Linked DNA regions of Sus scrofa: all the other regions are linked to region 2. Evidence: chromatin contacts called from public HiChIP or PLAC-seq data. All regions are on one chromosome and are shown on one strand. The core of a region is the stretch at or near the end of the contact, and the rest is flanking DNA. Distances in the headings are between cores, read along the strand shown. Region 1 overlaps RUBCNL (protein RUBCNL-like). Region 2 overlaps LRCH1 (leucine-rich repeat and calponin homology domain-containing protein 1). Region 3 overlaps RUBCNL (protein RUBCNL-like). Region 4 has its middle 43 kb from the start of LRCH1.

The links. HiChIP or PLAC-seq counts read pairs in DNA pulled down with a chosen protein or histone mark.
Region 1: a contact with region 2 is called in an H3K27ac HiChIP or PLAC-seq map of alveolar macrophages. The contact joins two enhancer-like sites. A contact is called at or near these places in 2 of 47 Hi-C or Micro-C datasets (both in liver) and 1 of 2 datasets of contacts at active chromatin or transcription factors (alveolar macrophages).
Region 3: an H3K27ac HiChIP or PLAC-seq map of alveolar macrophages shows a contact between it and region 2. The contact joins two enhancer-like sites. A contact is called at or near these places in 2 of 47 Hi-C or Micro-C datasets (both in liver) and 1 of 2 datasets of contacts at active chromatin or transcription factors (alveolar macrophages).
Region 4: a contact with region 2 is called in an H3K27ac HiChIP or PLAC-seq map of alveolar macrophages. The contact joins two enhancer-like sites. A contact is called at or near these places in 1 of 47 Hi-C or Micro-C datasets (retroperitoneal adipose tissue) and 1 of 2 datasets of contacts at active chromatin or transcription factors (alveolar macrophages).

Annotation. Positions count from the first base shown.
Region 1 is chr11:21,024,583-21,031,204 of Sscrofa11.1, reverse strand. It overlaps RUBCNL (protein RUBCNL-like), which reads right to left. Exons shown (of 14, transcript XM_021065589.1): 9 at 6,297-6,361; 10 at 2,726-2,964; 11 at 1,034-1,095. Among named protein-coding and RNA genes, the nearest start is that of RUBCNL, 32 kb to the right of the region's middle. Within about 2 kb of position 4,409, at least 14 of the 83 cell types and tissues checked have an H3K27ac peak or open chromatin away from gene starts, as enhancers often do. A contact at or near this core is called in alveolar macrophages, where this site is marked.
Region 2 is chr11:20,779,800-20,787,079 of Sscrofa11.1, reverse strand. LRCH1 (leucine-rich repeat and calponin homology domain-containing protein 1) reads left to right here. Exons shown (of 20, transcript XM_013980521.2): 3 at 5,170-5,296. Among named protein-coding and RNA genes, the nearest start is that of LRCH1, 120 kb to the left of the region's middle. Within about 2 kb of position 4,384, at least 17 of the 83 cell types and tissues checked have an H3K27ac peak or open chromatin away from gene starts, as enhancers often do. A contact at or near this core is called in alveolar macrophages, liver and retroperitoneal adipose tissue, where this site is marked.
Region 3 is chr11:21,006,804-21,013,979 of Sscrofa11.1, reverse strand. RUBCNL (protein RUBCNL-like) reads right to left here. Exons shown (of 14, transcript XM_021065589.1): 2 at 2,704-3,327. The coding sequence starts at 3,238. Among named protein-coding and RNA genes, the nearest start is that of RUBCNL, 15 kb to the right of the region's middle. Within about 2 kb of position 5,124, at least 8 of the 83 cell types and tissues checked have an H3K27ac peak or open chromatin away from gene starts, as enhancers often do. A contact at or near this core is called in alveolar macrophages and liver, where this site is marked.
Region 4 is chr11:20,946,404-20,953,181 of Sscrofa11.1, reverse strand. No RefSeq gene overlaps it. Among named protein-coding and RNA genes, the nearest start is that of LRCH1, 43 kb to the right of the region's middle. Within about 2 kb of position 1,946, at least 13 of the 83 cell types and tissues checked have an H3K27ac peak or open chromatin away from gene starts, as enhancers often do. A contact at or near this core is called in alveolar macrophages and retroperitoneal adipose tissue, where this site is marked.

The DNA of each region.
Region 1 (6,622 bases), core at 3,160-5,659, 240 kb before region 2:
TGACCGACACACCCCAGCAATGATCCCTTTGCGCTAACTTTCTCCCCAGACTCTACCTCAACATGTGTCCTGTTGCTCTTTTATCTGAAGCACAGAATGGATACTCAAGAAACTTTCACAGATGGTAAGAACTGTAGATATTGTTACATGTTACAGAGAAACTGGGGCCCTGAGAAGAAATTAACCTTTCGCCCCAACACCATGAGGGGGCGCTCAAGGCCAAATGACAACAGAGGACAAGCTCCTCCCCAAGAAATGTACAGAAGCAAAATACAGCATCATCAAACAGAGGTTGGAAGTGGAAAGCAGCTTTAAAACAGAACCAAAAATGTGAAAAACCTATGATTCCAACTATTATAACAAATAATCCTAACTCCTTGAGGAACGTGCTTTTCCCTTTAGAAATCTCCATCAGTGAATTCACGTCTGTGCCTTTATGGCCTTGGCCTCCAGAAGTTCATCCTAAGGGATGAACCTAGGGATGTGGCCAGAGGTTCAGCTAAAGCCTAGTGGTGTCTTTCTTTCTTTCCTTCTTTCTTTCTTTCTTTTGCTTTTTAGGGCCACACCCGCATTAGCTAGGGGTCTAATTGGAGCTGTAGTTGCCGGCCTACACCCCAGCCACAGCCACGGGGGGTCTGAGCCACGTCTGTGACCTACACTGCAGCTCATGGCAACACCAGATCCTTAACCCAGGGAGTGAGGCCGGGGATCGAACCTGTGTCCTCACGGATACTAGTCATTTCTGCTGCACCACAATGGCAACTCCCAATGATAACAATTTGTAAAAGGCCACTGGCTAGAGTTGTTTCACCCTCATATTGATCCATTCTTCTTAACATGTGAAATTCCCCACTGGTGAGTTAGAAGCTTAGGCAACATTCAAGAGAAGGTCTGCATTGCCCAGGAGAGACACAGGAGATCGCCCATCCCGGGGGCACGGGACCAGGAGGCACAGCGGACTGACAAGTGCATGGAGGCCACATGACCTCACCCCCCCCCCTGGGGCCCGCCCTGTCCCAGCCAGCGGTCGTACCTTTCGGCAAACCTGCAGGTCTTCAACAGCTTCTTGACATGGAATAGCTGCTCCTGGATTTCCTAATGTGAGAAACCAAACAGAGAGGACAGGGTGAATGTGATACATAACACAGGCAACGTGGAAGTCAGAGTTACATGTCATTTCTAACCTCGAAATGCTGCAACTCTAGAAAATAAGCCTTTGAAATACACAGTCTAGCCTATTGTAGAGCAGAGAAAACTATAGCCAATCTCTTGTGATAGACCAATGATGGAAGATAATATGAGAAAGAGTATGTGTACACACACACACACACACACACACACACACATGAATGACTGGGTCACTTTGCTGTACAGCAAAAATCGACACAACACTGTAAATCAACTCTAATTTTAAAAATTAAAAAAAAAGAAATACACAGTCTATAGAGGTTCATAACTGAGTCCAGAGAGGTACAGATGGTCCAGGAGGGACTCAGGCTTTGGGGAACCTGAAGTTGACACAATGTTTGGGACCTTTGTTAAGAAAAACACCAAAAACTCTGCTCAGAAGAAGGAGATCCTGCCACGGAGATGCCCTGGAGGAACGTGGAGGACCTTATGCTGAGCGAGATGAGCCAGGCACAGAAAGACAAGAACTGCGGGATTTTACTTTGATGTGCAATCTAAAAAAGTCGAGTTCATACAAGCAGCGAGGAAAAGGGGGCCTCCCCGGGGGCAGGGAGGTGGGGAAACGGGGAGATGCTGGACCAGGGCACAGCGCTGCAGTAACACAGGACGACCTTGCCGAGAGACGCTGTGTGCGGCATGACGACTGCAGTTCATGAGACTCTTATTAAACTCTGGAAATTTGCTGAGAGGGAAAGCTGCAGGTGTTCTCATCCCACACATAGCAGGTAATGGTGTGAGGGGATGGATATGCTAACTAGCCTGACACCAAATCACATGACCACGCACCCACACATCAGATCATCACATGGTTTTGTTTTCTTTCTCTCTCTCTCTCTCTCTTTATTTTTATTTATTTTTATTTTTTTTGCTGCCTGCCTCTCGGCATATGGAATTCCCAGGCCAGGGACTGGATCTGAGCCACAGTTGTGACCTACACTGAAGCCGGGGCAACGCTGGATTCTTTAACCCACTGTGCTGGGCCGGGGATCAAACATGCGTCTTGGCATTGCAGAGCGGCTGCCAATCCCATTACACCACTGGTGTTTGTTTTCTTTTTAGGGCCGCAGCTGTGGCCTATGGAGGTTCCCAGGCTAGGGGTTGAATTGGACCTACAGCTGCCAGCCACAGCCATAGCCACAGCAACAACCTGAGCCACATCTGCGACCTACACCACAGTCTGTGGCAACACTAGACCCTTAACCCACTGAATGAGGCCAGGGATAGAATCCAAATCCTCGTGGACACTATATCAGGTTCCTAACCCACTGAGCCACAAGGGAAATGCCATCATGCTGTACACCTTAAATACACACAATTTTTATTTGAATGGCAATAAAATCCAAAAGCCATGTATACATGACAACTATGCATACATGTCAAATGTGATATGGAGCCACGGAAAGAGCCCAAGCAGGCGAGGGTCTCTGAAGCATAAGCTCCATCCACTGGATGCTAAGCTGACCCCTTAAAGGCTCTGTCTGGATCCCCTGAGCCAGGGAAGATGTCCATTTACGGACCCAGAAAGGCAGCTGCTCACCCGCACTCTGTCCAGCTCCTTGGCTTTCGTGTAGAGGCTGCGGCTGACGTGCAGCAGGTTGAAGACGGGCTGGTGCCATATGCTGTCCAGCAGCCGTTTGGAGAAGTTGCTGACGGAGTACTTCCTGAAGTCCCACAGCTGGAGGATGCGGGCCGGGATGCAGGACTCGGCATGGCTGTGGCAGCAGTCGCAGAAATACTTGCCCAGGTATTCGCAGTAGCGCAGCCGCCTCACGAACTCTGGGGGCGGATGGACGGGAGGATGAGCACCACGCACCTGCCGCCGGAAACCCACCCTCGTCTGGTCCCACCGCCAATTCCCACTCAAGGTCAAGGCTACGCTTGCAGAGTCTGTGCTGCCCAAGTCATGCTGGGGACGCTCTGGCAGACCCTGGGGGCCTGAGGTCGTGGCTTTTCTCGAGCTTAGCTTTTGTGGAGCAGGTGGTGGAAGAGAGACCCTTCCCCAAATGCTCCTGGATTTGGAAGATGGGCATCGTGAACTGACGTGTGGCCAAAAGAACATGAGATTCAAGGTCTGGAGATTGTGAGCATCCAGACTTGGCCTCCTAGTGGCCGGAACTCCTACAAGCCTGACTAGCTTCAGGTTTTCGGTCCTGATGCCACAAGAACCAACTCAGAACTGGATTCCGTGATATCATACATACGAAATGCGTTTTGTACGTGCTAACGCACTCTACCTGTGCTGCTAGGAAGTAGCGCCCAAAAGAGTTCCTGGATAAAGAGTGAGGAAAACAATACCACAAAAAGCACAAAGGATGGAAATGCATGGAAAGAGGAAACACAAATAACCAGTAAAGAAAGGAAAAATACTCAGGCTCAGGGAGTTCCCGTCGTGGCGCAGCGGAAAGGAATCTGACTAGGATCCGTGAAGACACAGGTTCGACCCCTGGCCTCGCTCAGTGGGTTAAGGATCCAGCATTGCTGTGACCTATGGTGTAGGTCGAAGACTTGGATCCTGTCTGGCGTGGCTTTGGCTGTGGTGTAGGCCGGTGGCTACAGCTCCAATTCGACCCCTAGCCTGGGAATCTCCATAAGCCATGGGTGCGGCCCTAAAGAGACAAAAAAAAAAATTCACTGAATACATGTTACACATTATACTATCAATGCAGAATGAATTATATCCATCTCTTCTGGCTTCCTCAGTCCTTTCGTTAAAACAGACAATGACACTGGACAAAGGACACGGATTGATGTCTCCACGGCTGCTGGTGCTTCTGCCCTCTGCGCTGCGCTACCTCTGCAGCAGGTTTTCTGCTCTTGCTCTTACTTTCCAGCCACACAGGACTTTTGTGCAATAGCCTTTGGTTCCTTTGCACGTGGCGGCCTCCCCCACCCCCACGCCTCTGGGGACAATCACTTACGAAGCCTTTCGCCCCGCCCCCAGCCCGCATCAGGTTCCCTGGTGGGAAATCGCACTGCGCTTCTGACTTTCTCTCCCCTTTCGGGCATCCACTCGAGGACCACTTCCTGCCGGCAGCTCCACGCGGGAAGGCCCGTGCTGCTGTCCACAGTGGGCCCTACGTCTGCCTCCTCCTCTGAACAAACTCCGGGAAGGACTTGCAGAGTTGCTGGAATCCCGGTCATGCGCTCAGAGTGTCTGACTCACACATTCAGTGTTCACTGGGGTACCAAGATCCTGTGGTTAACCACGAGGCATGGTCCCTCCGAGACGAGCTGCGAAGATGAGTCACTCCAAGAAAATGCCTTCTAACTGTGATGCACGGCAGGTGTCCTCACGCAGTGCGGGAGAGGGATGTTCGGAGGGGTTTCCGCATTCTCTTTTTATTTCTTGAGGTGGAGCTGCTCAAAGCCTTCTTCCTTCCAAGGCTGCCTATCAAAGGCCAAGGGAACCCTTCCTGGCAGAGCCCTTGTGGCTAATCTTCGGCAGGTCAGACCCACGGACGTCCTCGCAGCAGAATAAGGGAGTCCAGGCTCAAGTGGCAAATGGCCTTTCTGACTGGGTGAAACCTGATTTTCTAGGCCCTCGGGCCACTCCCTGGAACTCGCTCAGAGGAGCCTGGCTCGCTCCTGGCGAAGTCATCTCATCCTTTAACAACTTTTAATTCATTAATTAATTAACTGTAGGGCCACACCCACAGCATGTGGAGGTTCCCCAGGCTAGGAGTCAAATTGGAGCTGGAGCTGCCGGTCTACACCACAGCCACAATAATGCTGGATCTGAGCCCTGTCTGGAACCTACCCCACAGCTCACGGCAACGCCAGACCCTTCACCCACTGGGCAAGGCCAGGGATTGAACCTGCGTCCCCATGGATACTAGTCAGATTCGTTTCTCCTGAGCAACAATGGGAACTCCTATTTATTGATCTTTAATTTTTTTTTTTTTTTATTTAGGGCAGAACCTGTGGCATATGGAAGTTTCCAGGCTAGAGGTGGAATCAGAGCTATAGCTGCCCGCCTACACCACAGCTACAGCAACTCGGGATCCAAGCCATATCTGGGAGCTTCACTGCAGCCTGAGGCAACACTGGATCCTTAACCCACTGAGCAAGGCCAGAGATCGAACCTGCATCCTCACAGGGACAACATCAGGTTCTTAACACATTGAGCCATGATGGGAGCTCCTAACAACTATCTTTTGAGTCCCAACTGTGCACCAGACACACTTGTAAGATCAGGCAATAAAGCAATGGATGAAAGAGACCACATACCTGTCCTCAGGGAACTTAGAATCGAGGGAGGGAGACAGACAATAATAAGAAAAAAAGAAAATCAGTGGAGTTCCCGTCGTGGCGCAGTGGAAACGAATCTGACTAGGAACCAAGAGGTTGCAGGTTCAATCCCTGGCCTTGCTCAGTGGGTTAAGGATCCGGCGTTGCCGTGAGCTGTGGTGTAGGTCGAAGATGCAGCTTGGATCTGGCACTGCTGTGGCTGTGGCATTGGCTGGCTGCTGTAGCTCCAATTTGACCCCTGGCCTGGGAACCTCCATATGCCACAGGTGCAGCCCTAAAAAGACCAAAAAGAAAAGAAAAGAAAACGAAAAAAATCAGTAAAATAGGAAAGGGTATTTTAGGAAAATAAAGGCTAGAATAAAAAAATGAAGAAAGGAGGGAATATAAGGTGTGTACGTGTGTGTTTGTGGCCAGGAGGGGGGCCAGACGGACAGTTTCAACAGCGCGGCCAGGGCAGACCTCAGGGTTTTGAGTGAAGATGGAAAGGGAGGAAGGGAACCAGCAGGGGGGATGTCCGGGGTGCGGGGGGGGGGGGGGGGGGCATGAGAGGGACAGAAAACCACAAATGCAAATCCCGGAGACAGGGGTGGGCCTGCCACCTTCAAGGACCCACAAGGGAGGCCATGTAGCAACGTGCCTGATGGAGAGAGAACCAGGAGATGCATCTGAGAGGCAACGGGCCAGGCACATAGCCTCGGAGGTCACGGTGGCCTCTCTACGAAGGAGAGCCCAGTGTCCTGAAGCTCCTATAACAACAACTTCTCATCAAAAACCCCTCTTACAAAAATAGCGTACTGCCCTGCCCGACTCTGTTTTTCGGTCATCGCGTAACAAGCAGAGACCCCATTATCCATACTTACTGGGTTCGATGGGAGTTCCACAGCCAGCACAGAAAAAATTTTGGGCTGCTACCACGAGATCCCTCCTGAGAACAAAAAATGAGAAGAGTTTAACATTTTAGAAAAAGCCATGGAGCACGTTTGAATGACTGGAAAATAAACTGACATCGTGAGACTTTTCTTGCCAGGGTGGCTTGGTTTTATCATTTTTCATTTGGGAAAGAAATACAATTATTTAATAGTTTTCCAGTTGAAATCTCTGGGACTTTTTTTTTTTTTTTTTTTTTTTGGCTGCACCCACAGCATGCGGAAGTTCCTGGGCCAGGGATCAAACTCGTGCCACAGCA
Region 2 (7,280 bases), core at 3,135-5,634:
GTCATTCATATGATGGTACATTCCTGCCCTGGTCCTCCAGGACAGAAAGAGTTACTGGGTTGGTTTGAGCCTGAAATTTTATAGCCCAGCCTGGTTCTCCCCGGCAGCCTCAGAATGGTCATCTTTAATTTGTGTATGTTTTTAACAAATGGAACATGAAACTGTATTTTAAGACTGGATGAAAATGGGGAGTTCTCATCATGGCTCGGTGGAAGTGAGTCTGACCAGTATCCATGAGGATGCAGGTTCAATCCCTGGCCTTGCTCAGGGGGTTAAGGATCCGGCATTGCTGTGAGCTGTGGTGTAGACCAGCAGCTGTAGCTCCGATTAGACCTCTAGTCTGGGAGCCTCCAAATGCCGCAGGTGTGGCCCTAAAAAGACCCTCCCTGCAAAAAAAGACTGTTTGTATCATCACGTGATAAAAACAGTTTGTGGGTGGAGGATGGTGCAGGATTTTTTTTTGTTTGTGATGTACCCACAGCATATGGGAGTTCCTGGGCCAGGGATTGAATCCTAGCCCCAGCTGCAGCCTGTGCCACAACTGTGGCAACACCAGATCCTTAACCCACTTTGCTGGGCCAGGGTTCAAATCTGTGCCACAGAGACAATGCCAGATCCTTAACCTGCTGCACCACAGCAGGAACTCCATCCTCACATACTTTAAGGGAAATAACTTTCTGATAAGCCAGTAATATTTAATGTGCAATACTGAAATTAAGCCTGAAAGCATAGATTTTAATAAGGAAGGCCATAGTCAAAATCCATTAAAATAAGACTCTGAAAGAAACCATACAGAAGTGACTTGGTTTGTGAATTCCAGGGTGGTGATACTTGAGAAGTTGAGCCTGCAAACTCAGGCTATCAAAAGTGTTCAGATTATGTCGAGCTGCCTTGTTTCAACCTGAAAGGAGAAAATCAGGCCAGTAAATCTGTGGGGGAGTCATTCAGCTGAGAAAGGAGGAAGGCAGATCGTGAGCAATTAAACCCGCTGCCTTCCTGCCCCTCCTCGTTCCTGCCCGCACCATCCTCCACCCAGACTGGGCAGGGAGGGTGACAGGGGACTCTGCCCTGTGATGGCAGGAAGGCTCAGGCCACCATGACCGAATCTGTAATTTCTACTTCTGAATAAGTGCTCCCTTTCCCTCACTAATTTACTCTTTTGTAATGAGTGAGTTTAAAAAAGTCTTTTTTTTTTTTTTTTTTTTTTTAAATATTGCTTTCAGATGTGACTCCCGGGCTGGATTTGAAAATAAATGCTGCCCATTACCTTATCAGATTCTCCGTGGTGGTATTTTTAAACATCCTTTCCTCCTCTGTTCATAACACAGAGGGCTGAGGAGACAAGTGCGGGCCAGGGGCTGGTGGAGTGTGGCCTGAGGCACTTATTTGCTGGAGAGAAATTGCTGCCAGATGAGTGGTTTCAAAAGGCTCAGGCAGCTGATGTGGTCTGGAGCGGGGAGCGGATTAAAGGACGTGCAGTTTCTCCTCTTCTTGATAAATATTTTCTGGAGAGCTAATGGGTTTCTGTGTGCATGTGTATTTCCTTTTTCTATTGGGGAAATTACCAGTAATACAGGAACATCCTGCCGTAAAATAGGCGAAGTGCAGGCTGAGGGACGAGATGGATGAGATCGAAGAAGTGTGCCCCAGGGCTGTGGTGTGCCCATCACAACCCGTCCTGGCATCTTGATTTGCCTACAGGCGATAAACTACAGTCTGAATAGAGGAATGTACACGGCCTAAATAAGTGGGCTCTTCCGTCTGCTGCTTTTAGCGTCAAAAGCATTCAACCCCTTCAAGGAAACCACAGATGCTTTCACAAGCCTCTTTTTTATTTTATTTATTTTATTTTATTTTATTTTAATCTTTTTAGGGCCATACCTGGGGCATATAGAGGTTCCCAGGCTAGGGGTCTAATCAGAGCTGCAGCTACCAGCCTACACCACAGCCACAGCAATGCCAGATCTGAGCCATGTCTGTGACCTACACCGCAGCCCATGGCAATGCTGGATCCTTAACCCACTGAGCGAGGCCAGGGATCGAACCTGCCACCTCATGGTTCCTAGTCGGATTGTTTCCACTGTGCCACAACGGGACCGCCCTTGTTATATTTTAAATTAGTTACCCACCCAGGAAGAATTCCAGGGGGAAGAATCCCATGTAATTTCAAATGCTCATGTGTCTAAAGGAGCAGAGCCTCCACTGCATTGCTTAGGTGGTTATGCAGATGCTCTCCCAGGGCAGCGCATCCCAGTCAGATGAGTGCAGAGCTCCTCGGACTAGATGCCTGCATGCAGGCAGGGAGACTGGCAATATTTTATTGGTATTTATTAGGGCCACACCTGTGGCACATGGTCCCAGGCTAGGGGTTGAATCGGAGTTGCAGCTGCCAGCCTACACCACGGCCACAGCCAACGAAGGATCCGAGCCACATCTGCAACCTATACCACAGGTCACGGCAATGCTGGATCCTTAAGCCGCTGAGTGAGGTCAGGGATTGAACCCAGGTCCTCATGGTTGCTAGTCGGGTTCATTACCACTGAGCCACGACAGGAACTCTGAGACGGGGAGGCCTTTAAATCCGAGTTCCTAAGCAGAGAAACACAGGAAAGATCTCCAACTGTAATCGTTGATTCTGTGGAAAATAGGAGTGTAGGAATTTCTAAAAATACTTATCTTTGTTCCCGTTATTCTCTCTTCAAAATAGAAGTTTACGAGCTCTCCTGTTAAGCAGGTTAAGGATCCACTGTTGTCACTGCAGTGGCTTGGGTGGCTGCTGTGGCTTGGGTTCAATCCCTGACCTGGAAACTTGCACATGCCACAGTGCAACCAAAAAAATATATATATATATATATTAAATATGGCTTATTTTTAGTATTTTAATTTATCAATCCTCACTTTATGAAATTGCATGTTAATAAATATTTTAAACCACAAATTACATTCTGAGTTATTTACTTGCCACTTTGTAATAAACCAAGTTCTCCTGTCTGGAGGGAGCATCTCAGGAGCCTTTTTTGGAGCTTGAAGAAAGCTCTCCCATCCAGGCACCAGGAAGGCCCCCTCACCCAGCCAGAGGAGCCCCTGCAGGTGACAGAGGGCAGCAGGAGGGGTGTGAAGGCACAGAAGGACAGGCTGATAGCCCTGGCTCTCCCTTCTGCTGCCCCCAGAGATCAGGAGACAGCACCAGGGGTGACCCTGCCGCCCTTATTAACCTGCCAGCCTCACCAGGGGGAAGCTAAGAGCCAGCTGGTCTTTCCAGGGCCAGGACACATCCCCCACCCCTGGGCTCACAACCTCTTTCCCCTTCTGCTGGACCCCCTTAGAGAAAGCTCTTTGCCTTTGTCCCTTTCTGAAAACAGCTTGCTTTGCAGATTTGGGCAGTTGAGAGAAGATACAGCTATCCATTTTCTTGCTAAAACCTGGCTACCTGGGCATCGGGTGTCAGACACCTGGTCAGGTGGTCACAGTGAGGGAATCCAAATTGGAAAGGTTATTTTGACAGCACAACACCTGCTTATTCTTTTTCTTTTTTTCTTTTTAGGGCCACGCCCACAGCATATGGAAGTTCCCAGGCTAGGCGTGGAATCGGAGCTGCAGATGCCAGCCTACGCCACAGCCACAGTAATGCCAGGTCCAAGCCACATCTGCAACTTCCACCACAGCTCACGGCAACACCAGATCCTTAACCCACTGAGTGAGACCAGGGATCAAACCTGCATCCTCGAAAGTACTAGTCAGGTTCCTTACTCGCTGAGCCACAGTGGGAACTCCCAACACCTGCTTTTTCTGAACCCATCAGTCAGACACACCCTTTGGCTAACCACACAGCCATTCCCTCTTATGGTAGCATGGGGAGTAAAACATTTAATTGAAATATGACGTACATACAGAAAAGTGCACAGATCATAAGTGTACATACATCTCAATGAATTTTCACAAATAGAAGCATTCATGTACCTGGTATCCAAATCTGGTTTATCTTTTTATAATGATATGTCTTCCCTAAGTATAAAAGCACTTTGTAGGAATTTTGGAAAACAGAGCAAAGTGTCATGAAAATAAAATCCACTCTTTGTACCCACTCCCCCCTCCCCCCAAAATGACCAGCGATAACGTTTGGGTGTGTTTCCAGCCTATCTGTCTGTCCCTTCACGCACAAAAATAATGCATGCTCATCAGTACACACATAGCCCCGCAGTGTGCAAATGCACACAGAGGAAGTTCCAAAGAATTGCAATAACATGGCACAGATTTGTAGATATTTCACTGCCTGGTTGTTAACTTCCTCAGCAGAATGGCCGAGAAGGAAAGGGAAGCTGAAGACCATCTGTCTCCTTACTTGATCGCAGGAAAAGGGCTCCTTGTGAAGGAGGAGGGGAAATAAGTGGCTGACATACCCTTAGGGGTGATTCATAGATTTCACTTCTCCAGTATTTTCCTCGTCCCTTAGACAACTGGGATTGACGGTAGAAGGTTTAAAAACCTCCGAGCAGAGACCTCTTAATGCAGAACAGGTGAGCTGTGGGCGCACGCTTTTCAGCTTCTCTGTGAAACTGAACCCCTCTTGGCTCCAGCTCCACTTTTACCATAAGGCCAACTCTCCCTTTTTCTTTTTTAATTAGCCCTCTCGCAGATACCCAAGCAGCGTTTAACCACAGAGCTCTTGCTTTAACAAAAGGAAGCTGAATCAAAACGTTGGAAGTGGGCCCAGTGGTTTTGTGAGTTGTGGCCAAACCATCTCCCCATCACTCCAAAGATGGATGCGGTGATGCTTTCCGCTCTGGTCCTCGCCGCATCTCCTGCTTATACCATCAGGCAGGGAGCGGTTGGCACCAGCTGCCCATCACTGCTGGTGGTGCAGCCTATGTTGCCCATCTGCTTGGAGGCTGCCCAAGGACTCAGCTTCTGCAGAGGGGGTCCCTTGTGCTGGGGAAAGTGGTTTCCCTCAGAGCTGTCTATGCCTCTCCTTTTTTTAAAAAAAAAAAAAAAAGTTTGTTTTTTTGGGCTTTGAGTTCTTACACATCTAGGAAGTTCCTTGGACTTGGTATATTTGCAAAACCTTTTCCTCCATCACTCCTTTCTCCCTGCTTGGTAAACAGCATGTTCTCACAAACAGGATGAAGTGGCCTGCCTGTTTACCAGAGTTCTTGTTGTATTTCTTTGCAGTCGGAATCAGCTGTCCGCCCTGCCGGCCTGCCTGTGTGGTCTGCCTCTCAAAGTCTTAATCGCAAGTAACAACAAACTTGGATCGCTGCCCGAAGAGATAGGTCAGCTCAAACAGTTAATGGAGTTGGTATGTTACCGATTTTTAAGATGCCCTTTTCTGTGTGTTTACTGATCGCAGCTTATCGAGGGAGTCAGAAGGACTTTTTGCTCCGGTGGGACGAGGAGGAGGTGGTGGCGCTGGTGGCGGTTTGTGTATGATAAAGACGTTCAGTGGGAAAAGGAATAATCATGGCTTTGCTGTGACAGAGTTCCTGAAATTTACAGGTTTCCTGTAGTTTACACTTCCTGAAATGTGCAGGATTTACAGTTCCTGGAGCTTACAGATTATCCTATCATAGTTAGATCCCCTTTTTCCAGATTGCATAAGTGAGCTGGTAATACATGATAAAAAAAAAAATACACTGGCCAAAAAAAAAAAAATCTGCAAATAAGTTAGAAGGCCACAGTTTCGTTTCTTTTCTTTTTGTGTGTGTGTGTGTCTTTTTGCCTTTTCTAGGGCTGCTCCCTCGGCATACGGAGGTTCCCAGGCTAGGGGTCTCCTCGGAGCTGTAGCTGCCGGCCTACACCAGAGCCACAGCAACTCGGGATCTGAGCCGTGTCTGCAACCTACACCACAGCTCACGGCAACGCCGGATCCTTAACCCACTGAGCGAGGCCAGGGATTGAACCCGAAACCTCGTGGTTCCTAGTCGGATTCTTTAACCACTGAGCCACGCCGGGAACTCCACAGTTTCTGAATGTGTATAATTACATTGGAAAGAACAGAGCCTCTGATTCTGTAAGGACATTAGTAACTATTGTTCCAAATTGAAACTTTAAAACGTGGCCATGTCCCTGGGGATAAGAAAGAAGAACAAGTTATAGGTAGGCAGGGATGGCGTCTGAGTGCGTCCCTGAGGCCGAGATGTCAGCTCTCTGATTGAATTACTGACCTCGCTTTTTCAAATGGGCAAGACTGAGTTTTTGTAGACTTCCACTGAGCTCAGATATTTTGGGTGCATGCAGAGGTACGAATGAGCAACTGGGTGACACCACGGTAGTCATAATTTATTGTCCAGCACCCATCCTTCTGCCCTGCCCTTGTGTCCAGCACAAAGCTGAATGTCACAATTACAACCATGAAAAGGACACATTACCTTCCTTTGCGTAGCCTCCAGTCTAGAGCACTGAGGGTCAATGACTTTTCTCTTGTGAGCCGGTTCCAGTTAATTTCTTTGAGGCCACCTGGGGCATGAGGGTGATGGCTTGTGAGGCCCAGACAGAGAATGCTGGGACCCTTTAGTCATGTCTGCACCTGGAATTGGCTTGGAAAGTGACACCACCCATGTTCTATTTGTATCTCTTTTTTTTCTCCCTTTTTTTTCTTTTTAGGGCCGCACCGCGGCATATGGAAGTTCCCAGGCTAGGGGTCGAATCAGAGCTGTAGCTGCCAGCCTCCACCACAGCCATAGCAACGCCAGATTGAGCTGCATCTGCAACCTACACTGCAGCTTGCAGCAGTGCTGGATCCTTGACCCTCCGAGTGAGACCAGGGATGGAACCCACATCCTCATGGATACTAGTCTTGGATTTTTAACCCATTGAGCCATAGTAAGAACTCCCACCACTTAATTGTTTTATTTTTATTTTTCTTTTTTCTTTTTCCTTTTTACGGCCGTAGTTGAGGCATATGGAAGTTTCAGGGTTAGGGGTCGAATCGGAGCCATGGCAGCACTGGATCCAAGCAGCATCTGAGACCTACAGTGCAGCCTGCAGCAACACCGGATCCTTTAACCCACCGAGGCCGGGGATGGAACCTACATCCTCCCAGAGACAACATTGGGTCCTTAACCCACCGAGCCTCAGTGGGAACTCCACATTTGTATCCACTTCAATTTTAGGATGGAAGTGAGTAATTGCTGTTTAAAGGCCATGGAGCTTTACAAAGAGGGCCTTTTTCAGAATGCCTATGACAGTAGTATCTCCACCCATCGAGCGTTGCGGGTGGGGTCTAACCATGCAGGGGTCTTGGTGTCACTAGCATCATGACATCTGGACACATCACAAGGGAC
Region 3 (7,176 bases), core at 3,875-6,374, 230 kb before region 2:
AGCCAAGCTGAGCTGTAAGCACTGTTGTCTCAACCTGATGCATTAGAAGAAAATGCCACAGAGGTCTGGATGGTTTTAAACCCTCAGGGCAACAGAGAGGCAAGCAGGATCCTTCCAACCCCTTGGCTCGACTTCCAGAATTCCATTGTTCCGTGGAAAACTCGGGACCTCCTAGCTTCAGAAGCCACCTGGGGGCGGGGGGGGGGGGGGCAAATGTGCTCTGAAAAGGACTGGGTAGTGAATGTGGGAGGGTCTGGGGGGCTACACAGGGTCCACTGCAACTGCAATTCAGTCTTGCCACTGTCTCCAAAAAGCAGTTCTACTGAAAACAAACACAACTTGATGCGTAAAATCGGGAGTCTGGCCGGATTTGGCAGCAGGTCATAGTTTGGGGACCCTGAGGATAGAGGAAAAAGCACGGGAAGACTTAGACAGTGGATTCCGGTTCCCTGATGATTATCTTATTAGGAAACTAAAGGACAGAAGGGATGCGAAGGCGCTTTGCAGATCCTGTGCAAACAAAAGGGCTGTGGAATTGTTTCTCACAGCCTCAGGAAATGCTGACGGGCTCCAGTGGTGTCTTTCCCTCCCAAGTAACCTAAGACAGGAAAACTCTGCTGCTGCCATAGGAGAGGCAGCCGATCCAGGAAAATTCCAGGGCTTGTGGCAAATGCCAGTTCTCCCCTTGCCTGCCCCCACCAAAGAAAGGGCCAGATCGCTCAGGACTTCTTCATCTTAATTCCACGGAATGAATCCCTCTATCAAGTTCAAGAATAACTCTCAAAGGACAGAGTGGTGGATAAAAGTACTTAGAGAGACAGCTGAGGGGGTGAGGGGGTGTGTCACTGTTTTTGAACAAAGGAGCTGGGGCATCTGTGTTCTGGGAGGAAGACAAAGCTACAGGATCATTTTTTCTTTTTTGGCATTTTTTTTTCCATATGCACCTGTGGCATATGGAGGTTCCCAGGTTAGGGGTCGAATCCGAGCTGCAGCTGCCGGCCTGCACCACGGCCACAGCAACGCCAGATCCAAGTCGTGTCTGTGACCTATGCTGCAGCCCATGGCAACGCCAGATCCTTCACCCACTGAGCAGGGCCAGGGATCAGACCTGAGTCCTCACGGATACTAGGCAGGTTCGTTTCCACTGAGCCACAATGGGAACTTCTACAGGATCATTTTAAATTGCAGAACTACTTCCTGTAGAGGGACACAAAAAATGATTCGGGGCAGGGGTACACTAGGCCCTAAAGATCATGTTCCATCGCCTTCTAACATGTCATGGTGGCGATCCATAGGAAAGAAGGCTTCCACTGGCGTGTCTTCCTTACCCTTCCCAGAGACAATGTGGTAGGAGACTAAGCTCTCACTCGGTAACCACGAAATCTGCAAGTCGCTCTTTTCCTGAGAACTATCGGGCGGGTTGTTGAACAAAAAGATAGAAAAAAGACCTGCAATCGGACCCTGCCATTTTGCTCAAACTTGGTTCTCATCTCAAAATAAGCCCCTGAAAGATTGCCCCCACTCTGCTCTCTTCTTGAGCTATAAGTAGTATGTTAAAGAGTGTCACCATCTTTGACTTTGCAGAAGATTCCAGTAAAACAAACAAATCTATTTTAGGAAAGGGGGAGGAGGGTTCCTATTAGCGAGAAATAAATCACACATGTGCATGGGCACAGGTGGGCAGCTTTTAAAATTTTTAAATTTCTTTAAAATGTTTTGAAAGAAAAAATATCTTTGACTATTTGAACTAGGGTTCCAACAGAAATACAAATTAATGCAAAGTGTAAATATAACATAGTGAATTTTTTTTTTCGTTTTCGGGCTGCAGCTGCGGGACACGGAAGTTCCCAGGCTAGAGGTCAAATCAGAGTTACAGCTGCCAGCCTAGGCCACAGCCACAGCAACATGGGATCCAAGCGATCAAAGCCGCATCTGTGTCCTACAGCACAGCTCATGGCAACGCCAGATCCCCAACCCACTGAGCAAGGCCAGCGATCAAACCCGAATCCTCATGGATACTAGTAGGATTCGTTTCTGCTGTGCCACAACAAGAACTCCCAACATAATATCTCACAATAAATGAAGCATGCCACACTTATAACAATGAGACTTGTGAATTCATTGTCTCTGGTGTGGATTATCTCATTTTAGGAAGTTTAGTATTTTAGGAATATGTGCTTGACCTAAAAGAAGTGGGAGCCCTAGTTTTAAGAGAAAAAGGTTTTGTCCAGTTTAGAGGAGCTGTGGTTGCTATTTTTAAGCCTTACGATTTTTCTAGCCACGCTCTGTCCAAGTAAGTCTAATGCGTGAGTTCCTCTCCTATGTCACCGCTGGCGTCACACAGAGCCTGCTCTGTCTGGACCACCTTCCAACACCACACTGAAGCCAGAGCATTCCTGGTGCTCTAGCTGGCAGAGTTTTAATGGGCTGGAAACTCCTGAGGGCACATACCCACTCCAAGACGGGAGGTGACACTGCCTATCAACCAAGTTGAGCTAAGGTGAGATTCCCCTGCAGTCCAAGGAGAAGGGAAATCCTTGATTCCAGCCACTGGGGCCAGCCAGGCGGCTGGGCTGAAGACAATATGAACTGAGCTGGTGCCCTGGCTTGTGGGCAAAGTGGTAACGCGGGAGCTTTTCCTGTACAAGGAGCACTTGGCTTCAGACCAAGGTAAGGCGAGCATGAGAACAGACAGGAAGTTACCTGCATCAGCGGAAGCTGTGGGCTGCGAAGGGTTGAGAAAAGCACTGTTCGCCTCCCGACCTGGGGAGGTGGCCGCAATCTTGGAGTTTGTGAACAGAGACGTCAGGGAACAGTGTCCCGGGAGCACGGCCCGCTCTTCCGTGGAGGTGGGAGAGAAGGCACTGCTCTTTTCAGCTGAGCCCGGGGCAGGGGAGATGCCCGTGGAGTCTGCAATGTCCTTGGACAATGAGGTCTCCGCCACGGAGCCCCGAAGACACAGCCCCGAAGGGCTCAAGGGAGAGGCAGCGTCCCCCGCATCGTGCCTCTCACTGTCCCCCTCTGCTGGCACCTGGGGGGTCAAGTCCTGCAGCTCTTGCTGCACACACTGGGGGTTAATCCAGGCAGCTCTGTGCCTTGTGAACCTGACATCTAATTGGCAAGGGGGACGGTCAGTGTCCAGGAGGCTGGGCGAACCATCGATGTCAGCAGGGTCATCGTTGACCGCTTCCCAGAGATCCACGGGAGAGTCCTGCCGGGCTGCAGACTGTGACACCATCTCCCAGGCTCCGGCCTGGTGTAAATTCCTTTGTACGGTTGGGTTAGGACCTTGAACTCCCCACGTGGCCAGCTGGAGGGCTGCGGAGCCTGTCATTGGAGAAAAAGGACTCATCATATTTTGAACTACAAATTCTTTTGAGGAAGCAAAGAACCAAGAAATAAAGTTTGGACTTCACCCTACCCAACACAGCAGCTTCCACTTGTATTTAAATATAAAAAAATGAAGAAATAAATTGGTCAGAAAACTAGCAGCAAACAGGAGTTCCTGTCATGGCGCAGCGGTTAACGAATCTGACCAACATCCATGAGGTTGAGGGTTCGATCCCTGGCCTCCTCAGTGGGTTAAGGATCTGGCATTGCCATGAGGTGTGGTGTAGGTCGCAGACGCGGCTTGGATCTGGCATTGCTGTGACTGTGGTGTAGGCTGGCGGCTGTAGCTCCAATTACACCCCTAGCCTGGGAACCTCCATATGCCTGGGATGCGGCCCTTAAGAAAAAAAAAAAAAAAAAAAAGCGAAAGAAAGAAAAGGAAAAAAAAAAAACCTATCAGCAAACACAAGGGATATGACACTGGGATAAGAAACAGGTTTCAAAGCATAAAAATAATTATTTTTATATAAGGATAAAGTCGTATAAGGACATTGCTGATAAAACAGGTAAAAATGTAAAACATCCGTGCAGTATTTCAGTAAAATCAAGTATCAAACCCCAAATGGGAATACCATCTGGAAGCAGAGACACATTTCCATAGCTTCTTATTTTTATTTAGTTTGTGTTTGTATTTCAACAAAGTAGAGAAGTGGCGTGTGAAACTGAGAACAACGAATAGCTGGAAAACCTTTGTCTTGGTAGAACTTTAGCGGAGCTTCTAATCCTTAGAATAGCAATTTCCATTTATGATTAGCTTGTAATGGCTAATCACATATTGAATAGCTTGTGACGGCTCAGGAACACCCTGCGGACCTAGACTCTGTAAAATAGCCCTCGCTCGTTTCGGCTCCGCTTTTCGCTTTAATCAATTAGGTAATGATTAACATGTTGAGAGCAGCACAAATGAGACGCACTCTCGCCCCTGCAATCCCAGGCCAGCACATGCGTCTTTCTCCCACCATCCTTCACATTGTGAAGTTCAAAGCCACCTTCAACAGCAGAAGCAAGGTCAGCAAGGGGAAGGCCTGGGGGTGAAGGCATCGGCTTCGGTGCTGAGCCTGGAGGGAGGGTGGAGCCCACAGCAACCCTGCCGTCAGCCGGAGACTGTGGGCTCCCGAAAGTACCAGGGCTTTAAATACCATCACGTATGTAGGTGGCTCCCATGTGCATCTCTAGTCATTTTATTTTATTTTATTGCTTTTTAGGGCTGCACTTGCAGCATTTGAAAGTTCCCAGGCTAGAGGTCAAATTAGAGCTGCAGCTGCCAGCCTGCACCACAGCCACAGCAACTCAGGATCCGAGCCTTGGCTGTGACCTACACCACAGCTCACGGCAATGCCAGATCCTTAACCCACTGAGCGAGGCCAGGATGGAACCTGTGTCCTCATGGATACTAGCTGGGTTCTTAACTTGCTGAGCTACAATGGGAACTCCCCAGAGACATCTTTTATAAACCTCAATCAGATGCTACTCCCCTAATCAAAGACCGCCCCTCTTGAAAGCATCTCATCAAATCTGGAACCAAATCCAAAATCCTTTCCTGGTCTATCCAAAGTCCTTATCTGGTCCTTCAGGCGGGATCCTGTCCTGCAGGCCCTTCTCACCTGTTCACCCTCCAGCAGGCCCTGGAGTCAGTCCCACAAGCTCTTGGCCCCGTTCTAGTCCGTCTGCCTGGAACGTTCTTCTCCCAAATGATCACACATCTGGCTCCTTCCCGTCTTATGAATGAATGGGTTATGAATGACTTCCTCTAAGATGTCTTTCCTAACAGCCTCTCACAAACCAGTTCCCTTAGTCCTCATCACATCGCCTTGCTTAATTTTCATCACCGTCATTCTCACTTCCTGATGTGTTTCTTTTTTTTTTTTTTTTTAGCTCCTTAACTGTCAGCCCCGTCCACTCTCTCCCCCTACCCTTACAACTAGAAACTCCAGGAGTGCAGGAGCCTCATCTCAGAGTGGCAGGTGGCGGCTCAATAAACATTACGGACCGAAAGAACAAAGCAGACAAAGTGGAGACAAAGTTCCGGGCCAAGGGAGAGACTGCTGTGCTAGACAGAACCGCAGTTGCATCTAGTACCAGCGACAGGTTCATCCAGGGCTGGAAGTCAAGACATGAGACTTTTTTTTCACCCAGTGTTTAAAGATAGCCCTAAGGTAATGTGATTATTGAACTAAAAATCCTTGGGTTTTCTTGATTTGAGAATCTTGCATTCTAGGTCATAGCTTCTGGAGTGATGCAGATGTGTATATGCATGTGTGTGTATATATATATTTTTAATTTTATTTTCCTCAGTATGTATACCTTCCTGAAAACACAGCACAAGCTCCAAGTCACCAGTCACAAACTATCACAGGATTTGGTGACCACTGCCGGCACTCACTACTCCTTCTCCTGACCTTGTGCCCCAATTTCTCTTTGTCACACATCTTTCCCTGCCCAGTAATTTTAGTGTTATAATTACCAAAAAACCCATTCCATGATGACTATGCTTTTATAAAATTCCCCAAACACAGAAGCCTAGAGTAAAAAGCAAAGCACTCTCATTGCACCAAGTCCCAGCAATCCTTCTTTCCCAGAAATAACACTGTCAACCATTTTACTCCTTCCAGACTTTTCTTTTTTGGCAAGAAGTAGATTTATTAAGATAGGACGCTTGTGAGAGGTACAGCGGGCAGGCACAGAAGCTTTTCAATCAATGAACAGACCTTTTTCAATGAATGAACAGACATATGTCAGTTCAGGAGGTGTGTCTTGTTTTCTTTTTTATACACAAACAAGATTATACTGGACATATTCTAAAGTACCTGCTTTTTCTCCCTACAATATGTCTTGAGGGTGTATGTCCTTTTTCTTAAATCTCTTACCACTTTCTATGGTATAAATATACCATAATTTCTCAGCCAGACTCTTATGGATGAAAATTTATTTTCAGTTTTTTCACCAGTATAAGACATACTGCAGGGAACATCTTCGTTCTTATTACTTTGGGTTGATCTTTTATCAGATTTTTTCTTTTAATAGTTCCAAGTTTAGGTCTGAGTCCACTGCCCATGAAAACCTCACTATTTCCAAAAGAAGGAAGATATGCATATTACTCTCAATTTTCTACACATCATATCTGTATTTGTGAGGGGGAAATGATTACAGATGTGAAATCACATGAAAAATACACAACCTCAAACAAATGGTAAGCGACAGTGATTCCTGTTTTTTCTTAAACAGATTCAAGTTAATAATGCAAAGAGAGGCGTTCCTGTTGTGGTGCAGGGGAAACGAATCTGACTAGGAACCATGAGGTTGTGGGTTCGATCCTTGGACTCGCTCAGGGGGTTAAGGATCTGGTGTTGCTGTGAGCTGTGGTGTAGGCTGCAGACACAGCTTGGATCTTGTGTTGTGGCTGTGGTGTAGGCCAGCAGCTGTAGCTCTGATTCGACCCCTAACCTAGGGACCTCCATATGCCGTGGGAGCGGCCTTAAAATGCAAACATAAAATAAAAAAGATAATAATAACAATGCAAAGAGAATGGCACTGTTTATGAGCCTCACAGACACGGAACTGACTTATTTGCACTGAGCAAAAACAGACTTCCTTTATAAAAAGAGGCGGATGCTTGTTTCACTTCCTTCTAGAAAGTAGCTTCACGCAAACAGCCAGGAGGTGCTGGCTTTGCCAGGATATCAAAATGAGAACATTTTCGAGCTGGAACAGGCCCACAGAAATTCAAAGCCGTATCTAAGGTCATAGCAGGGTGGTGGCAGAAAGGACAATAAGCCAGGGTGGATG
Region 4 (6,778 bases), core at 697-3,196, 170 kb before region 2:
AATTTTGATGATGTCCACCTTATCTATTTTTTCTTTTCTTGCTTGTGCTTTTGGTGTCATGTTTAAGAAACTACTGCCTAATTCAAGACCATGAATACTTACATTCAAGTTTTCTTCTAAGAGTTTTATAATTTTAATGCTTACATAGAAGTCTCTGATCAATACGAGTTACTTTTTCTACATGGTGGGAGGAAGGCGTGCGATTTCTCTCTTTTGTTTGTAGATAATCAGTTATCACAGAACCACGTGTTGAAAAGACTATTCTTTCCCCCACTGAAATGTCTTGGCACCACTGTTGAAGATCAACTGACATAAATTTGAGTTTATTTCAGAAATTAACAATCAATAAATTATGCTCTACCTATGTGATGGAATTTTATGAAACCATTAAAAAGCATTAGGTATTTTTGTATCACTATAAATGTAATAAAATTCATTGAGTAACTAAAAAAATTTTTTTAAATAAAAATTAAAAAGAAATTTTTGTACCAACTGACATGGAAAGACAACAATATACTTTCTGAGTAAAATCAAAATAAAACCACAAAATCCTGACCCAGATTATAAAACCACATGTGGCCTCCCTCTATGGATATTCTTCCATATGCTTTTATGAATTTTATGAATGGGCAGGGTGTATGTACGGGGGGAGGATTTACTCTGTAATTTACCTTTATCATTTTAATGTCCGTGATGAAATAAATATATGAAAATTAAAGTTAAAAAAGCAATTGCCAGTCTCGCCTCCAGAGGGCAGGAAAGCAAAACAGCACCATGAAGCCCAACGGCATCTCTCTCAAGTTCTGCCACACGGAATCAGCCAAAGGATCCCCACTCTTCGTGTCTCTTGTCCAAGTTTCAAACCCTCGGGTGGGAGAATGTGACTGGGGTTCCTGAGTCTTCCCTTAAAGCGGCCCCTGACGGCTGGGAACACAGGTGCACAGACACTTTACCAGGACCCCTCTTTCTGCTGGGAACTATACTAAGACAAGACACCCAACTCCTGGCATTGCAGTATGTCTTAACTCTTCTCTCTGTTTCCAGTCTTTCTTAACTGGAAAGGTACAAAAACCTGAGCCCTACAGAAAGTGATTGGAACAACTGTTTTCTCAGTTCTCTCAAGTTTAAAGCTAGTTCCATTCTAGACGCATAAGAGAGAAGTTGATCTACTAAAAATACATCAGATGGAGTTCCTGTCGTGTGTTCAGTGTAAATGAATCTGACTAGTAACCATGAGGACGCAGGTTTGATCCCTGGCCTCGCTCTGTGGCTTAAGGATCTGGCGCTGCCAAGAGTGTGGTGTAGGTCGCAGATGCAGCTCAGATCCCAAGCTGCTGTGGCTGTGGCGTAGGCCAGTGGCTACAGCTCCAATTCCACCCCTAGCCTGGGAACCTCCATATGCCACGGGTGCGGCCCTAAAAAGAGACCAAAAAATGAGAAAATAAAAATCCATTAGCTGCCTTAAAGCATTAAGGATTAACATTATACAGGAATCCCAGCTGAGAAGGGCTGGCAGCCTTCCAGGAAGTGAGCCGTCTGAGCACGTGCTCTCGGCTGGTGGGTGTTCAGGGCGCTCACCTTCCACCCACATCCCCACCCCGACTCGCACGGGTACAGCCCCATGTGAGCCTGTGGGCTTGCCTCACATACACAAGCAACAAGGGAGACCTGGAACTAGCCAGGACCAGGCCTTCCCATCCTGAGAGCAAGCAACATTTTATCAGTTTTATAATCCGACTCTGGTGATTGTTTCTGTAGGACAATAATACAGGATACAATAATAGAGGATCTGGAGCTTTTCCTGAAAATAAAAGAAAGGCATATTTCCCTGAGTAAACCCTTCCCCCAGCAGCTCATCAGCACCAGCAGGATAACATCTGAACTTCCTGACCCGGCCCACTGGAGTCACAATCTGGCCCCAGCCCTCCCTCTCCTCCCCTCTCGTACGCTCCCTATCCTACAGACACGTCACCTCAAACCCACGCCCATCTCACTCTTCCCCCTCTGTCCGTGCTGCCTGCCCTTCTCCTCCTCATTCCTCAAGACTCTGCTTTAACGTCACCCTACCATGAAGCTTCCCCATGCATCCCTTCTCCTTCCCGTGAAATTGGAACCTCTCTATTCCACGCCTCCTCGGCCCCTCTTACCTCATTCTGCTACCTCACTCCCACGTTGTCTTCCTCACCATCTATCTATCTGTCTCCTGCTAAGAACATGTATGTCCCAAGGGCAAGAACCTTCCCACACCCTGCATCATCCTGCTCATCACAGATGTCAGGGAATGTTATTGAGTGAACGTGTGTAAAGAAATCCCACTGATGTCTGCTGTGAGACAGAGGCCAACCAGTTATCTGTAGCAATCAAATACATATATATTTGTTTTGTTTTGTTTTGTTTTGTAGGGCATATGGAGGTTCCCAGGCTAGGAGTCGGATCGGAACTACAGCTGCCGGCCATAGCCACAGCCACGCAGGATCCAAGCCTCATCTGTGAGCTACACCACAGCTCACGGCAACGCCAGATCCCTAACCCACTGAGTGAGGCCAGGGGTCGAACCCACAACCTCACAGTTCCTAGTCAGATTCGTTTCTGCTGTGCCACGATGGGAACTCCCAGCAATCAAATATAAAGGGTAATGTTTATGCCTAATTTGAAAAATCCAAAGGATTTCCCTGAAAGTCTTCCCAAGAAACTATCACCACATTTCAACTATTCCAATAAATCAGAAGAAATGACTTCCACCTGAGCTACTAGAGTAACTTAGGGTGAAAGTTGACCAATTGAGAAGAACTGTTCACTGGAGTTCCCATAGTGGCGCAGTGGTTAACAAATCCAACTAGGAACCATGAGGTTGCAGGTTCCATCCCCGGCCTCGCTCAGTGGGTTAAGGATCTGGTGTTGCTGTGAGCTGTGATGTAGGTCACAGACGTGGCTCGGATCCCGCGTGGCTGTGACGTAGGCCAGCAAGTACAGCTTCGATTAGACCCCTAGCCTGGGAACCCCCATATGCCATGCGAGCAGCCCTAGAAAAGGCAAAGACAAAAAAAAAATATATATATATATATATATATATATGTAAAACTGTTCAGGTTAGCCTTTTTATTCCTGAAGTTCACTTATAAAATGTCAGCCTTACTTCATGCTGCACGAAATCTTTGAAGGAAAGCAAAAAGGCTGATGATCAAGTTGTTTTTTTTTTCTTTTCTTTGTCAAGAAGAAGAGGAAAATGAATATTGCTATCATTTGAGAGGAAAGTGGCAAAACCACAAGCCATTTGCCTGGCTTGTGACACTTTATTTCTCAGCACGAAATGTCACATGGATCCTATATCCTGTTTAGCGCAAGGAACTGTTATTCATCCCGCACAGGGCAGCATTTGGAATTCATTTATCTGAGTCCCGTAGCCCCGTGCTCATAATACCTACGGTGGGAGGCTCTGGTTTCACCCTCCAGAGCAACAAGGAGACCTCTCAGATGGTATGCAGATCACATGCATCAGATTTTGTGCAAGAGTCAAGATTTGGTTCCGAGGGGACAAATAAGAATAAAGAACAAAATAAAACAGGACAACAAAACAAAGCTAAAAGAAAGAGGGGAATTAATGACAACAACAACGGAGAGCAACCCGTTAATCCAGGAGAAAAGTACATAACATCGTTTTCATTATTAGGATTCTCTTGGTTTTTACCCTCACTCGAGTCAGCCAATAGGGTTCCCATTTAATTCCCAAGGGGCCCTTCTGGTGTCTAGGAAAAATGCCAACCAGGATGGTTCAGAAAAATCTATTTACTCCCCAAAGAAACACGGGAGACCACTTCTCTTCTTGCTCTGATGTTTATCCTCCTCTTATTTCCTATAGGGACTGACGTGAAAATCCAAAAACCAAAGGCTTACCTGTGACATCCAGGAACGGCGACCGATGGGAAGTGGGCCAGCCACAGCCTACTCATCCTGGCCAGGGCCGAGGAGCCTCCAGCGGGGGTGTGGAGGCAGGACACACTCTAGCAAAAGGAGAAGAAAGGTGAGGACCCAGCCCCGTTCCCAGGAGGACAACCAGTGCAGAGCGGACCTGATGCCACTCAAGCTTACACGTTGTCAGGAGGGCAGTGACCTTTATTTTATCCCCAAATGTAGAGGAACAAGCCACGTACTCCCCCACTGCAGTTCCAGATCAATCATATGTTTCCTGGTTGGTTCTTTTTTATTATTATTCATTTCCTAAACTTCAGACTCATATATCTAAATGCCCACACAGTGTCTAGCTCAGCCTCAGCAGTGCTGAAACGCATCCTCTTCTTCCCTAAATCAGCACTTCCTCTATCTCCTCTGTCTCACTTAGTGTGAAGGCACCACTTCAACCCAGCCATACAGGCTACAAACTGAGAAAGCATCTCATTTCCACCCTCTTCCTCAACCCCACTCCCTACCCCGGCCTCACGTCACCAGTTACTAAATTCTGGCTAATTTACCAACCACTTCTCAGTTCCTCCCGCCAGCCTTCTCTTTTTTCTGTATGACACTTAAAGAATGTTTGGGTTTTGAGTTCCAGCTATGGGCAATGGGTTAAGGATCTGACTGCAGCGGCTTGGGTCACAGTAGAGGTGCGGGTTAGATCCCCGCCTGGCAGCAGCGGGTTAAAGGATCCAGAATTGCCACATATGCAGTCTAGGCCACAGCTGTGACTCAGATTCAATCCCTGGCCCAGGAGGTGTGGCCATAAAATTAAAAAAAAAAAAAAATAGGCTGGTTTTGACTGAATGAAAAAGGATCTTCCCACCCGATTTTTTAGTGTTGGGCTGGAGAGAGAAAACAGAACAGGATTTCACGAAGCTGCCTGAGACGAAGGACTACTAAAGAGGGCTATAACCCAAATTTCCGCCGCTTTCATCAGCCCGTCACTGAACTACTTCTCAAAATTGATCCTCTGTCCTGTCTTTCCGACACCTTGTTAATGAGGAACTGTGGGGAAGGGGAGGCCAGGAGGGACAGGACCAGGGCCCATCTCGGGGGATTTTCCTGGACATCAGGCGGTCCCGCCTGCGGGTTTAGAAGAAACACCTCCATGGGTAAATCTCCAGAGGGCCGCGCTGTGACTGCCAAGCGGCAGGGGATGGAGGGGCACACGGGCACAGCCGGGGGCCTGGGACCCGCAGAGCTTCAATGTCACGTGTCACGTTCCATGTCGACGGCTGTACCTGAGCTCGGGCGCACCATCTGGGTCCACCAGAAGCCCCTCGCAGTTGCAGGGGACGTCGCTGGGGTACAGTGGAGACCAGGTGATGAACGTGGGGCAGGTCGCGAGGGCCGCGGCGGGGTCACTGGGCGTGGCCAGAGAGGGGGGTGGAGGGCGTCGTGCGCCTGCGCGACCTTCACCTCGCACTTGCCCAGGGCCTGAAGTTGAACTGCTACCCGCCATTCGGTGGAATGAGGAGCCAGTTCAGGATCTGCTGGTTCTTGGCGTTTTCCTGATGTCCAAACTGGTGGCAGGGAAAGCGGAGCAACACCAGGCCCCAGGGCCAAGGCGCCATTGACGTCCGTTCATCTAGGTGTCCTCAGAACCTTTGTGCCCCAGAGCAACGCTGCCTCCCCGGCCACCCGCCCCGCTGCAGCCCAGGTTCAAGGTTTCCCTGCCCCGCCAGCAGTATGCATGAAAGGCAGACACCCAGTGTGAGGCTGCCACCGCCAGGTGGGCTTCCGGGCGGCAGAGCAGCACACCCCGCCAGGGTGTTGGCAAGGGGAGAGCCCTGGAGTAGAAAAATCCCTCTGCACCAACGCACCTTTCTACCAAACAAAAACGTACTCACAGAGAGAACAGATTCGTGATTGCCAGGGGGAGGGGGAAGGGGGAAGAGAAGGCCTGGGAGTTTGGGGTTAGCAGAGGCAAACCAGTATGTATAAGGGCCTACTGTATGGCACAGGGAACTGTATTCAGTATCCTCTGACAAACCATAATGAAAAAGAATATGAAAACGAACATATATGTATAACTGAGTCACTTTGCTGTGTAGCTGAAATTAACACACGGTAAATCAACTGTTTTTCAATATATATTTTTTAAAGGCGCCCCTGTCCTGTCTTAATCCTTTTGAGCTAGGCTCTGCATGTGGAATATTATCTAAAATCTCAATAATCCTTGGGTTACAAGAGAACTTTTCAAAAACCGCAATTGCTTGGAAGCCCGTTGAAATGCAGATTCTTAGTTCATGAGGTTTGGGTGCAGCCTGAGTTTTAACTTTGCTAACAAATTCCAGGTGATGTGGAGGCCACTGGGTTGCAAGGGCTTAGATGGTCTAGAATTTTATTGCCCCGAACTCTAGCTCAGTCAATACTGAACCCTTAAAAGCATGTCAGGAACAGAGCATGACAGAAAAAGGTGGGAAATGGATATGGGCTGGTTAGTGGAAAATTTAAGCAGCTCATCAGACCTTACAATAAAAGCTTCACACTGGATTGAGAGTTCTCATCCTCTTTGTAGAAATGTGTGACTATTTTAAACACGTCATCCCTTAAGACAAAAGTGGAGAAAAGGCCATTCTTGACATGGTCTGTTGGACACCCTGACTGCTAAGGCAAGGTCAGGCCTAACAGGAAGCAAACAATAGGTGTGACCTCAGGCTAGTCCCCTTCCCTGTTTTGACTGTGGACACCACACGAAGAATCTGGCTCCAAGTCCTACTTTCCTGGACAAGTCAAGTCCTGTGTGTGTGTGTGTGTGTGTGTGTATTTTTAGGGCCACACCCATGGCATATGAAAATTTCCAGGTGAGGGGTCGAATTGG